3 separate regions of the Sus scrofa genome follow, and regions 2 and 3 are each linked to region 1. The links are chromatin contacts, called in public HiChIP or PLAC-seq maps. All regions are on one chromosome and are shown on one strand. The core of a region is the stretch at or near the end of the contact, and the rest is flanking DNA. Distances in the headings are between cores, read along the strand shown.

What was found. HiChIP or PLAC-seq counts read pairs in DNA pulled down with a chosen protein or histone mark.
Region 2: a contact with region 1 is called in an H3K27ac HiChIP or PLAC-seq map of alveolar macrophages. The contact joins the promoter of ACAP2 here to the promoter of ATP13A3 in region 1. A contact is called at or near these places in 2 of 47 Hi-C or Micro-C datasets (liver and retroperitoneal adipose tissue) and 1 of 2 datasets of contacts at active chromatin or transcription factors (alveolar macrophages).
Region 3: a contact with region 1 is called in an H3K27ac HiChIP or PLAC-seq map of alveolar macrophages. The contact joins the promoter of XXYLT1 here to the promoter of ATP13A3 in region 1. A contact is called at or near these places in 2 of 47 Hi-C or Micro-C datasets (mesenteric adipose tissue and subcutaneous adipose tissue) and 1 of 2 datasets of contacts at active chromatin or transcription factors (alveolar macrophages).

Annotation. Positions count from the first base shown.
Region 1 is chr13:131,474,179-131,477,706 of Sscrofa11.1, forward strand. ATP13A3 (probable cation-transporting ATPase 13A3) reads right to left here and starts at 1,927. Exons shown (of 34, transcript XM_021070069.1): 1 at 1,806-1,927; 2 at 978-1,021.
Region 2 is chr13:132,429,873-132,433,400 of Sscrofa11.1, forward strand. ACAP2 (arf-GAP with coiled-coil, ANK repeat and PH domain-containing protein 2) reads right to left here and starts at 1,570. Exons shown (of 25, transcript XR_002337844.1): 1 at 1,224-1,570.
Region 3 is chr13:132,268,089-132,271,616 of Sscrofa11.1, forward strand. XXYLT1 (xyloside xylosyltransferase 1) reads right to left here and starts at 1,898. Exons shown (of 4, transcript XM_021070076.1): 1 at 1,285-1,898. The coding sequence starts at 1,788.

The sequences.
Region 1 (3,528 bases), core at 677-3,176:
TGCTTTTACTACGAAACCATTTTCCTATCTACACAGGAATTTATCCTATTTATCTCAAATCAGTTGTAAATTAGAATTTTAATAACCAGAGCTACCCCAAATAAAGCTTCCTTGTTGGCCTGGACAAAGAACCAGGCTCTCTTACTACATAATTTGAACCCAGAATCAAAGTGAAGCCTGTCAACTTTATTTTCAAAATAAAGTGCTACTTAATATTTGTATTTACTTATAATTGCACTTCTTATAAATTAAAGCAACCAATGTCATCATTATTCCTACCCAATTCCCTGACCTCAAACAGGCTTTGTTGTTCTGATAATGTTCAAAAATCTCACTTAGCTGTTTCAGCCTCACCTGATCTAATGGTGGGTAATACCAAAAACAAGGATAGTAGCTAAAGCAAACTTCCATAACAATTACTAATAGGCCTGCTATTTCAAGCAACTTCCAGGAACTGATTTGCCTTTAAAAAGGGTCACCAGAATGGGATGACCATATACCTTTATTTTGGCAACTATAACCTATTAGGCCAAGCAACAATCCTCCTAAGAGCAAAATACAACACATATTCCAGTGAAACAAAATTAACACATGTGACTTGGTAAAGAGGATGAATTCAAACCAAGGGCAGAGAGCACTTTTAACTAAGTAACTGCCCTTCAAAAGACAATCTCCAATCAGAATACCTTCAATTTAGCAACAAAGCCTTCAGAACAGTGTTCATTCTGCAATGATCTTTAACCTTCCAGCATTTGTTAGATTTCTTAAAAATTCTAACTTCCTGACTCATAGAGCTAAAATAGTCATTACATACACAAATGTTCTACTCATTTAGTTTGGGATCATGTGTAGGAAACACAGGTTTCTGTTTCTAGGTTTACCACTCCATACCCATTCGTTTTGTACTAATATAACCGCTAAATATAGCTCTAAAACACTGATGATTAAAAGTAGTTAATTATGTGAGTGATTCATACCTCCTATGTCCAGACACCAAGATCCAAGGATGTTTCTGTCAGATCTATGGGAAGAGGTAATGATAAACACCTGTCACAAAATCTTTCCAAATGGAGAAGCTCTGAATTACTGTCAACCCCCAATTAGATTCCCTCAGCACCACTCCCCCCACCCCAAAGAGATCACACATCCACCAGAACCGCACTGTGCACATGGTGTGGGGAGAAGGAAAGGGTATAAAGAGAGTGGCCATGAAGTAATGGAAGACAGGGCCTTGGGTTTTTCTAGTTCTATCACAGAGTCAAAGTGAGAGGCCTTAGATAAGTCATAAGTCACTTTTCCTCTCTGGGCCTCACTTAGCTTAATGCGGTAATTGGCAAGGAGCTCTACTACTCCGTGGCTAAGGACGAATTCAAGATTCCTCAGTCAGCACTCGTACAAACCCATCCAAGCTCCCTTCTAATACCTTACCTTCGACCTCACCATCTCCTGAACTTTCTAAAAGGGCTGGACGACCGTCCCACTCCCAAATCCCAACACACACTCGCCTTCTTCCCAAGTGGCGTGACCCAACCAGGCCTTCACACCCACAACGTGGAGCCCTCCTTCTCGCCTCACCTGTCCCAGACAGACATTCCGCAGTCTTAGCGCTCCCCTCCGCACACACGCCTTCCAGGAGAAGTGATGCCCAATTCCGGCCCGAGGAGGCCGACCGAGAGCTCACCTGGTACCCGCCACCCCCGACAATACCATTCACCTCCTCCAACCTCCCCCATCACCTCCACCCACCGGCTACACGCTCCGTTCACCCTGCCTTCCAGCGCCCCGGGGAAGCCGGGACCACTCACCGGGCGCCGCGGCGCTGTCTCCTCGGCGGCCTCCCGGCCGGAGCAGCCAAAGGGCCGCGGGGGCCGGGGCCAGGGCCCGCCGCTGTCGCCGCCGCCGCCTCGCCTCAGCCCAGCCCCATCGCCCTCGGCCAGCGCCGGCGGCCGCGGGTCGCTCGAGCTCGAGGCGCCGCCGCCGCCGCGCGCTGCGGCTCGGGGTTAGGGGAGGGAGGCGCCGCGGCGGGGCCCGGGCCGAGCCGGGGCGCAGGGGCGTCCGCGCTCTCTTCCTCGGCGCGCGCGCGGCTGCGGCGTGCAGCCGGAGCAGGGCGAGAACAAGGGCGGGCGGCAAGGGAAGGCAGGCAGGGGAGGGGGGCGGTCTGCACTCCCAAACGGCCTCTCGCCGCCAGCGACGTAGCGAACCCCCCTCCCCTCCGCTGTGGCGCCTGGATCGCTCTGCCGGGAGAGCCCGCAGGCGGGCGGGGGAGCGCTCACGGGGAGCTCGGGACTCCCGCGCCGGATGTGAGGTCACGTGATTGCCTCATCCAACGCCGAGGGCGGAGGGGCGCAAAGGGGACGTCAGGAGGGGCGGGACCGGTGGGTGGGCGGGCCGAGATTCGGGCCACGCCCACCACCTCCCCTTTAGCTCCCTCACCCCCAGGCGGGAGGAGAAAAGAAAGGGGGAGGGAGGGCACTACAGGGGGGCTCGAGGTTGGGGTGCGGGGTGTTACTAAGCGAGAACGGCATTTTTTTTGGCGGTAGGAGGTGGAATTTACCAACCTGGCCGTGCAAATACCAGCTCACAGTCCAAGTCCGCATTTTATGAAGAGGGAAACTAAGTCCCTGCGAGGGGCCTAACCTAACTTGCCCAGAGTCAAGGTCACGGAGGAACCTTGTACGAAAATGCTAGAGAGGAAGCCAGATTGTGGCTCCCAATCCAGGTCCCTTTCATTCCTTAGTAGTCCCCTCCCCAATCCAAAAAAAAAAAAAAAAAAAAAAAAAACAAGCAAAAAGCTGTAATTCTCTTTTAACCACCGGCTCCGCGCGCCAGGCCTCGGGCGGAGGACTAGTAAGTGTACCCAAGAGAAAGTTCCCACGCTTCCATTCCACCGCTTCTAGCGGTAAGGAGTTCCTTCCGACAGCGCTGGATGTAAATTAAATACTTCCCTCCGCAGAAGATTTATCTCTGAGCAGGGCCCCGGCCGGATGTACAAATCGCGAGTCTGGTTTTCGCGGAGACCCTTCGATGACGCGCCCGCCATCTTTTGGCGCTGAGACTCCCTTGCCCGTGACCTTGGAGCAGGGCCATTTTTTTGTCGTTCACCTTACGGCTAACAGAATTCCTAGCTGCTCAAGCGTAAGAAAGGAGGAGACCACGACCTCTGGTGCACTGCACTTGGGCACGCTTCGCCAGGGGCAGGGAGCATTCAGGCTCTGGTTCATAGCATTTAAAGACACTTCTTGGGGTGAATGGGGGGAGCTACCACCTTTGGTACGCGACACTTGGTGACACCTCATTTGGAGCAGCACACATCCCAAGTCAAGTCACCAATGTCACCTTATAGAGAGCCTGGAACACGCTGCTCCTGGCCCCCGAGGTTGTTTGGAGCTGGACGGTTTCCGAGCACTTCCTCGCACCCTTTGGCTTGGACCACGCACTGGACTGAGATGGATCTACAGCTCTCTCTTCCCCACCCCTGGGCTCAGTCTCACGGTTTGATTCCACCCTGACGGTGTTCAAATGATTAAA
Region 2 (3,528 bases), core at 320-2,819, 960 kb after region 1:
GGAATTTACTACCGAGGCTTGGCCCAGAGATCAGCGGGCACACACACACACATCAATGTTCAAGGGACGCTTTCAAGACATGTCACAATCTAACGGAAGTTTGAAGGCCTTATTTTTAAGGCCTAAGGACAATCCTACGAAAGCGCTGTAAAAGACAACCTAGTAAAACTCCATTCTCCAAAACAATTCTTGAGTTTCCTACGATGCACGAAACCGAAAGAGCCCGTGCTGTAGACACTCTCACTCAGGACCGCCGCCTCTCAAGGGAGGGAGGCCAGCCCAAGTGAATCAGAGTGCCACCACGTCAGTTTCTGTGACAGATGCACAGGGAGCATCCGAGTGTGATCCCGGCCCTCTCGGGCCGACGCTGCTGGAAGAGGAACAGAAATACAATCTTCAGGGTCCTCCTACTTCCGTTTTCAAAACAGATATGCACTCTTTCTCCTAGTCTTCACCCTTCAGAGCCCAGCACCTCTCGGCAGCGGTGCCACCTTCAAAGAGCTTAAGTGGGAAAAAAAAAAGCCTATAGTCTCGGACCGCGGTCGATAGAATGCCGTTGGTCAAAGCACTCCCACCCTTGGACTCCCGTGCAAATCAACCGCCAGCGCCTTCCTAAGGGTCCCCCAGGCAGGGGACACGCCAGCAGCAGAAGTCGAGGTCCCCAACTGACCCCCACTCCCTACTCCCCGGGGTAAGGGGAGCGGAAAAGCGCAAAGAGGAACTAAGTGAACTGCAGGAGGGTGCCCAGCAAGCTCCCTCAAAGAGGGGTTGGGGTGGGGTGGAAACGAAAAAGGAGCGGAAGGAAGGGGAAAGGATGAGAGGCAAGAGGAAGGGGACGAGAGCGCGCACCAGCAAAGGGCACGAGTCTTCGGGGACGCGGTTGCACCCCAGTTCCTCCGAGGCGGTGCTCTCGGCCTCTCCGGTGCTCCGCCCCGGCCAGAGGGCGAGGAAGGGGGATAAAGAGGAGACGTCCCCCTCCTGGACCAGCCTCGCCCCTTGCTAAGGGACTGTCGGGGCTGTAGTGCCGCCGCCGCACACCGCCCCCCCCACACACACACACACAAACCAGGATCGGGAGCGGCCGCAACGGCCGGCCGCCCCGTCGGAGGGCGCGGACTGAATGGCCCCACTGAGCGTTTCGCGGGTCGGCTTTCACGCCCCCACCGCTGGGGAAGGCAGCTCCGGGTGACGTCGGCCCAGAGCTGGGCGGCCGCGCTGGTTACCTGAAGCGGGGAGAGTCCTTCAGACACTCCTCGAAATCCACAGTCATCTTCATCCTGCCTCCGCCTCGCCTAGCCTTGGAAGAGCCGAGGGAGCCGCCGGAGCGGCCGCACTGGGGACCCAGACGGCGACGGCGAGCGCACGGCCGCGACTAGCGCTGCGCGGAACTGCGGAGGGCGCCTAGTCCGCTGATCATAGCAGCCGCGAAAACGGCGGCTTCAGCGAAGGCTCTTCAGGCCCCAGTCCGGCCCCTCTTCCTCCCGCCCCCAGCAGAGCCCGGTCTTCAGGGAAACCGCCTGGGAGTGACAGCCTCCGCCAGCCAGCCACGAACAGGCGGCCAGTAGGCGGGGCTTCCGGTAGCACCGCCTGCGGGCGCTCGGGCAACGCGCCTGAGCGACGGCAACGCGAGCCAATGAGCAGCGCGACCGTGGGAGCCTTCTGGCCACTTACGTCCCGGAGGGCCAGGCGTCGTTAGGCGGGACGCACCGGTTGCTGGGAGGCCGGCGGCTGAGGCTCCTAGGGAAGGAAGTCACGTGGCTGCGCGCCGAGCTTCCCCCGGAGCCCCCGCCTCTTCTCCAGCTTTTCCAGCCCCGCCCTGCTGAGCTGCTGACGCGGAGGGGCCGCCTCCTGCAGGTCTGAGGAAGGAGAGTCGCTTTTTAAGGCAGCTTTGGCAGAAATCTGAAAAGGTTAAGAGTATAAATTATAAAAGGAAGAGGTTGGCTGGGCCACTACTTCCTGTCACTTTAGAGAAACTGAGGCCAGGAGAGGCGCGAGGGTAACTCCCTCGGTAAAATACATCTCTCACTTACTGGCTTCATCACTTAATAATTTGGAAGTATCACCCATGTATATATTTTCATATAATCAGAGACTACTTTTGAAGGTTCTGGTTATTTGGAGTAGTCATGAAAAGATCAGAAGGATTTAGACAGGTATGAAAGGTAGGGCGTTTCGTGTGGAGGAACCACTTTCAAAACCACAGAAGACATTCCTCCTTACTGACGCCTTTCTCAGTAGCCTTTGCCAGTTCCAAGATGATAGGGTTGTGAGAATTGCAGACTCACTTACTCCAACCTGCAGCACCTGCCCTCTGATCCACGATTTTTCTACGAGCCACTGCTAGAAAAATCAGATATTCATCATCTGATCCTAACAATAATCCCACAACCTCATACTTCTGATTCTTAGATGTCATCAATTTTAAGAAGTACCATGGAGATATTTTCTTTAAGTATATACTTTTAAACCCAACCTAAAAAGCATATCCATAAATATACACAGGGAGGGTGCTCAAACAGCATAGTGGCTCTGGAGGTAGACTTCCTGGATTTGTCTGCTAGCTTTTCCACTGCAAAATGAAGGTAATACCACGAATCTCATAGAGTTGTCCTGAGGCCGAATAGATATAAACACTAAAGGCACAGTGCCACATAGTAATCATTCAGTAAATGTTGGCTGTTATCATAATTGGACCACTTTCTTCTTCAGTACAATAACCAAAGGTTAAGTCTTCTCACTTCCACTGCCTGAAGTCATATATTATATAACGCTTTTGACAATGTGGCTAAGTATTGCATGATGGCATGCTCTTTTCAAAACCTATGGTTATATCTTGATCTCCTTTAGAAATTAACAGCATAATTTTGAGACATTTCAAATAACATACAAGCGTTATGTTTCTTCTTGGGTTATGAACTTGGTTTCTTTTTTTTTAATTGAATTCCATATTCCTAGAATCTACACAGCTTCTCTTAACAACTAGAAACTATTGACAGTTAAACCTTCAATGTCCTCAGACACTTCAGTTGGTCAAGACAACCTTTTCAAGATTTGTAACTTCTATGTCAAGTTTAGGGAGTTAGCCATTTCTACATTAAATTGTATTCCTAATGCATGACAACTAATCTATATATACAATAATACAGATTATTATATACTACATATATCATATATATACACACACACACACAACATTGTTACAATGATTGAACACAATGTAAAGACACCTAAAATGACACTTTGAGATTCAAATTAAAATTCAACTGCATGACACCATCAGTGCAAATAACTCAACTAAGCTAATTATCAAATGAACATCTTTCTGTGGATGGCTCAGTTTACATATACTCAGTGATAACACTGTCACAATCTTCCTTTGCCCTCTGGTAAAGCAAGCCTTTGGAGCCTATTTAAGATAGGTCCTAAATTGAGAAATATTAAAAATAAGATAGGATAGGAATACTGAGTCTTAGAGTAGAAGAACTATAATAATATTATTTATTATAATAATGGAAACCTCAAGATCTA
Region 3 (3,528 bases), core at 648-3,147, 790 kb after region 1:
ACTGCAATTAGGGAAACTGAGCCCCAGGCTGAAAAACCCCAACAGAGACAGTGGGTCTCTGGGGCCCCTCCAGCCACAAGTTCCAGGACCTGGATTTCTATATCATGGACTCTCTGACTACGGTGGGTGTTCCTGGAGGGCTCATTTCTTCTGGGCAGGGGAAGCTGGAATAGAGATCTGTCAAGGGCTGGGCACAGATTGTCCCTAAGTCTATGGACATTCCTGGGGGAGTTGAAAGCAAAGAGTGGCCAAAGGCCCAGGAGAGAAGGAAGGACATTCTGGGTGGAGAAGAGAGCTTGTATAAAGGCTCATTCAGTACAATTAAGATCTAAGGTACATGCAGAGGAAGGACAAAAATGTAGGTTGGAGTGGAGAGCCAGGCCCACCACCCAGAAATCGATTCTGTAGTCAACAAACAAGAGACCTGGAGGCCTGCAGGATGCTGGCATCAGCTCCCCTCACCACCCCTCCCCCCACCATCAGGCTCCATCTTTTAAGATCACCTACTATTCCTATTCCAAAATCAGTCCCCTCTGTGCAACCATGAGGTTAAAAGGAGGCAAGCAATTTAACTGAGGCCATTGACACTAAGCTAGGAATCCCCGAGCAGAGCCAGGTGGTGAAGCCAGAGGATGAGGAGGCAGGTTGGTCCAATGACTAGCTCTGCCCTGCTCTCCCCAGATCTTATCTGTACCTCCTGGAGCGTTCTCTTCCTCCCTGGGAAGAACCCTCTGCTTCTCTAAATGAGCTCATGACCCTAGAGGGTGGGGGAGAAGGGACACATAAAGGAGATGAGGTGGTTCACACTGGAGCTTGACCAGTTCCGACTGAGATACCTTGGAGCTATGAGAAATGCCACTGTAACTTCAAGAATTCAAGAGGCCTACGACCCTGTCTATCAGATTCTGCAGCAGAAGAATACTGGTGCTTCAAATGACCTGTTCCATCCTCAAAAGCCAAAGACTGGAGGAGATTAAAAAGAGGGGCAGACTGGAAGGCACTCACCAGTGAACCCTGCAACGCTAGTAAGGAAGGGGCGTGCCGATTCTCAAGGGGGCCACAGTTAAAGGGGGATACCAGGTCAGGGTAGTCAGCTAACGCCGAGGCACCCACCCGGACACGCCCCCGACGATGCCTCCAGTCCACTTCGGGGAGAGGGTGCGAGTTGGCGTTGACAGTAGGCAGCGCAGCGAAGTCGCCTCCCTCCCGACCCCCTGAGCCTGGTGGGGCGCGCGCACTGACAGAGCCACCCGCCCGGAGCCTCCAGCTGAGGCCCCTGCTCACCTTGCACTTGAAGCCGGCGGCGGGCGGCAGCAGCTCTCGCAGCAGGGCCTTGGCCACCTCGCGGCTGGCCTCCTCGCTCACGAAGTGCAGGTTAAGCACCTCATTCGCCTCGAACTTAGCAAGGCGCAGCAGGGAGCGGAGCGCGATGCGAGCCTTGGCCTGCAGCGCGGCATTGTGTTCCGCCTTGGTGAACATCATCAGCAGGTGGTAGTCCACCGGCCCAGCCCCGCCGCTCTCCAGGCTCTTGGCCTTAGCACCCAGGGCTGGCGCCACGGAGCCCCGCGCCACCTCCAGCACCGGCGGCGAGGGCACGGCTGGGGCCCCGGCGCGGGCCTCCTTCAGCCTCTTGGTGGCGCTGGAGAAGGTCTCCCGGCCGGAGCCGAGGTAGTAAAAGGCACAGACCGCAAGCGCCGCGGCCAGGAGCAGCGCACAATAGTGGGAGCGCACAGCGCCCAGGCGTGCCATGGCCCGAGCGCATGGGGGCACGCCTCGGAGGAGACCCATGCGCCACCAGCCCGCCGACACAGAGCAGCCGGGAAACTGCAGCGGAGACCAATACCCCGGCAGCCACTTAGTAGCTCAGTCGGCGGGCGGCAGCCATGGCGGGGGCGGAGCCTTGCTGCCGAGGGCCAATCCACGAGCGCTGATGCTCGAGAGGCGGGGCCAGGGCTGTCCTGCAGCCGCTGGGTCCTAGGCTCGGAAGGATTACAGCCGAGATGTGCCGCGAGTTCACGGGATTCACTCCCGACCCCCGACCCCCATCCCCCAGGTGGTCAGAGGATCTGGTGAGGACCAAGACAGAGAGGCCAGCTGGCTATACCGTCTGTGAAAAATGGCCCTCTTAAGTGCCCAGCCCCAGACGCTAGAAACCAAAGCTAAGCCCTCGGCTACTCAAAAGACTAAATTGGGCAAAAAACATTTTTCTCTTATACCGTTATTCCTCTAATTTCTTGAAGGCCTCAAGTCCTCTCTCTGACTCCTTTCACACCTTGGAGTTTAGCTGGGGCTAAAGAATTTACACTGGCCACTCCTTCCCCATTCTCAGTGAAGGTGGAATGACAACCAAGGTGTAAATCGCCTGCCCACCTCACTTGCAACTCTGAGGCCCACTGGAAGCAATTTAAAGGTGTGGCCACCAGGGGGGCCCAAATGCCCAAAATTTAGAGGAGCCCAGAGCTCTGAAGGGGAGTAATACCAAAGATCGTGATACTCCTTAAACACACACACACACACACACACACACACACACACACACACACACACACAAAACACAAAACAAAAACTTAAACATTTTAAAAAAGACTTAATATGTAACAGGTAATTTTGCAAATTCTTTTTCCTTTTGGCTACACCTGTAGCATGTGGAAGCTCTGGGGCCAGAGATGGAAACAGCAGCACAGCAGTGACCACAGCTTGCAGGAAGGTGGGATCCTTAACCCACTGAGCAAGACCAGAGATCAAACCTGCATCCTCACAGAAACAACATCAAGTCCTTAACCCACTGAACCACAACAGGAACTCCAGGAAATTCCTAACTGAGGCACAGCTGAGGTCACTCGTCCAAGGTCACACAGTGGCAGTTTTGACAGTATAGTTGGACACTGCCAACTACATAAGTAAACATGCACAAGGGTCTGCATGCTTGAAAGAGGTGCAGGTGAAAACACAGGCACACACAAATTCCCTCCGCCCATTTATTGTAACATCCCATTATTTCTCAACTGGGTTCCCAGAACACAATTCATCTCATTTTTAACTCTTGTTCTTTTCAACTGGAGCAACATTTATCTGAATAATACTGGACTTCCGAAGCAGTCTTGGCAACAAACTCAACATACTACTCACCTTGCGGGGCAGAGTGGGGACCGCAATAGCAGAGTGAACTTGCTTGAATAACAGGGTTTTACTTTAGTTCATTTAATCCTCACAACATTAAGAAGCAGTGTTATTTGCACTTGACAATTGAGGAACATGAGATTTAGAGAAACTAACTCCCCAAATGTAGTTGACTAACAAATAATGGAGCCAGGATCCTTACCCAAGTCTTACCATTTCCACGCTAGGGGTCCAATCGGAGCTGTAGCTGCCAGCCTATGTAGCTCCCAGCTATGTAGCTCCACAGCCACAGCAACACCAGATCCAAGCAGAATCTGCGATTTACACCACAGTTCACAGAAACCCCGGATCCTTAACCTACCAGTAAGGCCAAGGATTGAACCCACAACCCCCTGGTTCCTAGTTGGA